Regions from separate parts of the Mus musculus genome. Here region 1 is linked to region 2. A link is a contact called in public Hi-C data. All regions are on one chromosome and are shown on one strand. The core of a region is the stretch at or near the end of the contact, and the rest is flanking DNA. Distances in the headings are between cores, read along the strand shown.

The links. A called contact is a pair of places that touch in the nucleus more often than the background predicts.
Region 1: a Hi-C map of CD8 T cells shows a contact between it and region 2, with 8 times the contacts expected there. The contact joins two enhancer-like sites. A contact is called at or near these places in 2 of 39 promoter capture datasets (liver and pre-B cells) and 1 of 484 Hi-C or Micro-C datasets (CD8 T cells).

What each region holds. Positions count from the first base shown.
Region 1 is chr7:83,658,269-83,661,272 of GRCm38.p6, forward strand. Il16 (interleukin 16) reads right to left here. Exons shown (of 19, transcript NM_001360087.1): 12 at 2,530-3,004. Among named protein-coding and RNA genes, the nearest start is that of Stard5, 28 kb to the left of the region's middle. Within about 2 kb of position 1,258, at least 149 of the 459 cell types and tissues checked have an H3K27ac peak or open chromatin away from gene starts, as enhancers often do. A contact at or near this core is called in CD8 T cells and liver, where this site is marked.
Region 2 is chr7:73,617,316-73,620,029 of GRCm38.p6, forward strand. No RefSeq gene overlaps it. Among named protein-coding and RNA genes, the nearest start is that of Gm30149, 9.9 kb to the left of the region's middle. Within about 2 kb of position 1,311, at least 332 of the 459 cell types and tissues checked have an H3K27ac peak or open chromatin away from gene starts, as enhancers often do. A contact at or near this core is called in CD8 T cells and liver, where this site is marked.

The sequences.
Region 1 (3,004 bases), core at 8-2,507, about 10 Mb after region 2:
TGGCTCAGCACTTGGTGAATGAGGGGAGAGGGAGGAGGTAAGGCAAGAGGATGAGAGATGGGGACTAATCAGAGAATACAAAATCATTTTCTTAAATGTGAGTGGTATTTTAAGACAGTGTGGGTGCCCACAGAGCTCCCACAGAGGCCGGATTGGGCATCAGATCCACAGGAACTGGAGTTACCGGTGATTACTAGCCTCCGTGTAAGTGCGGGAATGGAGCTTGGATCTTTTAGAAGAGCAGCCAGTGATCCTGAGTCATCTCTCCAGGTTCATGGGAAGTATCTTGAAGGTCATTTGGGTACAGGAAATTGGGTTACCTTCAGTTACATTAAATGTAACCTGTCGTACATATCTGCTTGAGAAGGGTCTTAGGACCCTAGAGAGAAAAGACTACAGACAGAAACAAGAGAAGAAGGTAGGAAAAAAGAAGGGAAGAGGGAGAAAAGGGAGAGAGAAGAAGGGTTGAAAATGGAATCACAGGCAATAAGATCCATTGAGAAAGGTCTGGGAGTGGCCAAGGCTGTTAAGAATGGTGTAGAAGGTCAACTGCTTCCTGTTTTCTGTCAGACTAGAAGCCTGTCTTTGTGATCTCTCTGCCAGCACAACAATGCTCTGTTGGTTGAGTGAATAAGTTACAGAAGGGTCTACTGGCCATGTGGGATGATGCAGAGAGGACAAAAGAGCAGCCACAGAACGGCCTTTGTGTTAGTGTGGACCATATTGCTGGTGTGAACAGGGAAGGAAGCCAAAGGCAGGGCAGATTGCTCAAGATGTGGGATGCTGAACAGAGAAATCAGAGAGAGAGATAGAGAGAGAGAGAGAGAGAGAGAGAGAGAGAGAGAGAGAGAGAGAGAGAGAGAGAGAGAGTGCACATGCTCGCACATACATGTGTTTATATTTGTCTGTGTGCTGTCTTAAATACCTTGGCTCCTTGCCTGGCCTTCCCTACAGAACACCTGCTTCCTCCCCTGGCTGTCTTACTTGGCAATGCTCCTTGCCCGACATGTGGCCCCACCCAATCAGGAAGCCAAAGAGATTCATCAAGGCACCTGTTCTCCTTTCCTGGGTCTGCAGGAGGAAAGCAAAATGTCTACCCTTTCAACATTTCCTTCTGGTTTGCCTTCTAGATTCTGCCTCAGATCCAAATGAAGTGTTTGCTGAAGGGGGAGTCAGGGAAACACATTCACAGGATACCCCGCCCTCTCTGGTTGCTAGTCAGCCCGGCACGTTCAGCTGCCTGAAAGTCTGTACTTCCTGTTTGGTAACACAGCTCCTCCTTCACTGTGTCTTCACCAAGGAACTCAAGAATTTCCTTCCCCATCCACCTCACTGAAGCTTGTCAATGGGCAGTTTGACAAATCTCCTGCTTTCTTCTAGGGGATTTCCAGAGGCCTTACTTCACCCCTAGCAGCCTTCACTGCACGCCTCAGCAACACAAACTTAAGTAAGTTCTTCTTCTGTGAAACTGGGAATCTCACCCTCAGACCCGGGGAAGGATGAACTAAAACAACGTGCGTGAACATATCTAGCATAATGCCTATGGTGGTTTGAGTAGGGACAGCCCTCATAGAGTTGTGTGTTTAAGTGCTTGGCCAATAGGCACTGGCACTAGTAGGGAGTGTGGCTTTGTTAGAGTAGTTGTGGCTTTGTTGGAGGAAGTATGTCACTGTGGAGGCGGGCTTTGAGGTCTTATATGCTCAAGCTATGCCCAGTGTGGCAGTCTCCTTCTGCCTGTAGATCAAGATGTAAAACAAAGCCCCTCCAGAACCATGTCTGCCTACCTGATGTCATGTTTTCCACAATGACAGTAATAGATTAAACCTCTGAAATTGTAAGTCCAATTAAACGTCCTTTATAAGAGTTGCCATGGTCTTGGTGGCTCTTCACAGTAATAGAAACCCTAAAACAGTGTCCTTTGTTGAAAGGGCTCAAGTTTCAGCAGCTGCCTTCCTGTCTACCTACCATCCTTTGGGTGTAAAGCTAGAGGAAGAAGCTCCAAGAGAAGTTATGGTGCTGGAGTCTTCAATATACGGAAGGGAAGATCTAAGTCTCACAACAGCCTGTAGAGGGAGCCACTCAAAAAGCCCAAAGTAGCAGCTAAGGACACCTAGACTTAGAGAGGATGGTTTCCGAGTCTCCCCACCTCCAGAAGGCAAAGTTAATTTCTCGCGAACATCTTGTACTCCCACAAGCAATCATTCTCCCTCTGCTTTAGCTATTGGGGTGACTACTTGTGGTTAGCAGAGCATCTCAGATTCCTGGACTCAGCCTCCCCACCACAAAGTAACCCTGCTGCTGATACACCAGCGCGTGAGCCATGTGACCCGCGAGTGTTACTGCCAACAGTTGGCAGGCCCGGAACTTCCGGTTTGGTTCTGCGAAGCTTCATATGTCTCTGCACAGTGAGCTTAAAGAGAGTGCTTCTCTATGCCAGAGTACAGGAAGCCTGCAGACATTTCTAATGCTCAAGGGCAGCAGCTTTGCATGTTGCAGGGGACACACGTCCCACTGAGCACACCCTCCTACCTGGCTGCAGGTGGGCAAGGTGTGCCCAGAAGGGTCTGTGACCTTCTCTTTCTCCTCCAGTTTCTTCTGAGGCTCGCTGTCATTTTTAAAGTATTTTCTGGGTGGAGGCTTGGGTTTGGAGGATGTCGGCTTTCTCACCAAAATCTCAAAAGATTTCTTCAGTCTCAGTGGTGGGTGGCTCTCTCTTTCCAAGCTCTCAGGAAGGGGTGGGCTCTCCTGCTGAGGCCTGGATGGGACCCCTGGGCACGGCTCTTGCTCCTCCCCTGGGGACAGGCTGGGACTGTGTGTGCTGCCTTCCCTCTCAGAAGGCTGTGGCTCCGCACCTGCACTGCAGGGACTTCCCCCTGGTGACCCAGACATGTAGCTGCTGTCACTGCTGGATCGGACCATGATCTTCTGGGCCCTTCGATGTGGGGGCGCTGAGTGCTTCTCACGTTCTTTCTCCAAGGTAGGCCGCCCATGCCAGCTGCTCTCC
Region 2 (2,714 bases), core at 61-2,560:
ATCACGAGCTTGGAGATTTGTCTTAAGCTACTCTCCTCCCTCCCTCCCAACTAACACCGTAATAGTTCCGCATTTTATCCAAAATATTTATTAATTAAACTTCTAAGGTCCTTGGGAGCCAGGTGCTATTTAGAGGGGAGGGGTCTTATTATTTTGAGATAGGCCAAAGGCCTCATAAATCGCAAATATGGGAAAGAATTTGAAACCTATTCTAAAAGGCTTTCAAATCCCAAGGCGACAAATGTCTTATTCTAAATATACCATCACATTCAGAGTAACGTGTGTTAACTTATTTAAAAAGATATAAAACCCAACAAAACCTCACATCTGCGATCCTCAGGCCCATCTAAAATAAATTCCACCGGTCAGGAATGTCTACGGGGTGGGGCAAGTAGAGTTACACGGATTTGGGCAGGAAGGGGAGGCTTCAGGCTTTCGCAGCAATTCCAGGATACTAGACAATTATGCCTAATTTCCTACGTTTTAATACATACAAAACCAGATTTCCCTTTCTTTCTTTTCTTTTTTTTTTTTTTTTTTTTGCTTTTTTTCACAAAAGCCAAACAGACAAGCTTGGATTCTGCCACACTGGCCGCCCCTACAGTGAGGAGGTCCCGAAGCGCCCCGGGGTGGATAGGGGTGGGGTGTGGTCCACCTCCCAGCAGGTTCCATCTCTACCATTGCTGACCCCGGCGGGGTCCACGGTCAGCATTTTTCCTGCTCTTGCTCGCTGTTGGCCTCGCCCTGATCTAATCGCTCCCCTAGGAGGTCGACAACGCTCAGAGGACAAATGCAAAGCGGACAAAGCAAATTAAGGAAAGGCGCCGCGAAGGCCCAAAGGGAGTCCTGGATCCCGGCCAGGGGTCTCGTGATGGGCGCGCTGGCGACCGCACCCTGGGCCTGTCCAAGCGGCCTCCCAAGCTGGCGGAAGCCGGCTACGCCCCGCAGGCTGGGCCCCGACCGGCCCTTCCACTCCGCCCTTCGGGACGCTCCGGGTTCCGAGGGCGCAGGCAAGGCGCCCATCCCCCGCGGCGCCATCTTGTTGTTTTCGTGCATTCCTCCTCCTCCTCCTCCTCGCCCCATCCCCACCCCACCCCACCCCATCCCGGCCACGTGGCGCGCGGCTGCGGAAGAGAAGGCCCCAGCCCAACTTCCGGCCAGACCGGTTCCAGCCGGTTGCGGGACTCAGACGCGCGGCTGCCCCCTGGTGGCCGGACGCGGCGCAGCGGGCCACGCCTTGCCTCCTCCGCCATTTGCTGCGCGGCGCGAGGCACGTCCACACTCTGCCGCCGCCGTCGTCATCCGCCGCCATCCCGAGGGTGCGCGGGTTGCGAGGGGGAGGATGACCCGCGTCAGGCGTGGGAACGCCTCTCTTCCGGAGTGATCAGAAGGTCGCTGCGGCAGAGACGGGCGCTTGGTGTAAAAACTTTACTCGTGCCGCCCGTCTGCCCACCGCAGCCTGTCCTGGGTATTCTGCTTTCTATGTGGATTTCTCGTTAGCGTTTCATTCCAGACTAGCATTTCTCGGGTGTGTGCTGTGGGCGGGGCCCGTGCGGTCTCTTACTTAGACATCCTAGGTGGCTCCCAGGATCACAGTGGTCACACCCGGGGTCACAGACCACTAAGGCGCGGGACGAGGAGCCTGCATCGGAATCTAGGGCAGCGGATGCTTTACTGTGAGGTTCTCTTGGTCAGCATCTTCAGGGACCTCCTTGGAGGTCTCCCCACACTCACCTAAACTGAAAGCTTTGGAGTGAAGGAGACCTGACAGACGTTTAACACGCTCCAAGGGCATTTTGAGACTTACTGAAGACCCTTTATGTACCTGGCAGCCCTTCTAATAATGACGATGCCTTGGGGTGGGGGTGCTAACGCCCGAGCCAGACTTTAATATGGGCAATTCATGTACTTTTCGCCTTGTACTCTCCCTGGCTCACTGCTTTGTCAGAGAGGAAGCTGGTTCCCATTTCCATGGACCGTGCTAGAGTTTTTGAAACAATCCAAATTGTACACGCATTCGCTTGTACGGTATATACATAAAAACGAAGCAAAGGCAACCAAGTTTCAACATGGTTCACCTCCAATAAAGGAGGTAGGTTGCCAGGGCGGACGGGAAAGGTTTGTTTTGTTTTTGTTTTTGTTTTTGTTTTTTTTTTTTGGGTAAGTGTAACTTTCCAACTTGAACTATTTCAGCATTTATTCCAAAGAAAATAAGGAGTTATATTCAGAACGGTGTTAGAGTTAAAACTAGAATCCAATCCAAATGGCTCCAGATTCCCTGCATTCTGTTGACTATAATATAAAAATCTACTTTAGCCGGGCGTGGTGGCGCACGCCTTTAATCCCAGCTCTCAGGAGGCAGAGGCAGGCGGATTTCTGAGTTCCAGGCCAGCATGGTCTACAAAGTGAGTTCCAGGACAGCCCAGGCTACACAGAGAAACCCTGTCTCGAAAAGCTGGGCGGTGGTGGCGCATGCCTTTAATCCCAGCACTTGGGAGGCAGAGGCAGGCGGATTTCTGAGTTTGAGGCCAGCCTGGTCTACAGAGTGAGTTCCAGGACAGCCAGGGCTATACAGAGAAACCCTGTCTTGAAAAACCAAAAAAAAAAAAAAAAAAAAAAAAAAAGAAAAAAGAAAACAAAAATCTACTTTAAACATAAAATGTTCAATAGACTTGTATTTCCAACAATAATAAGATTTATTTAAACATTTAGAC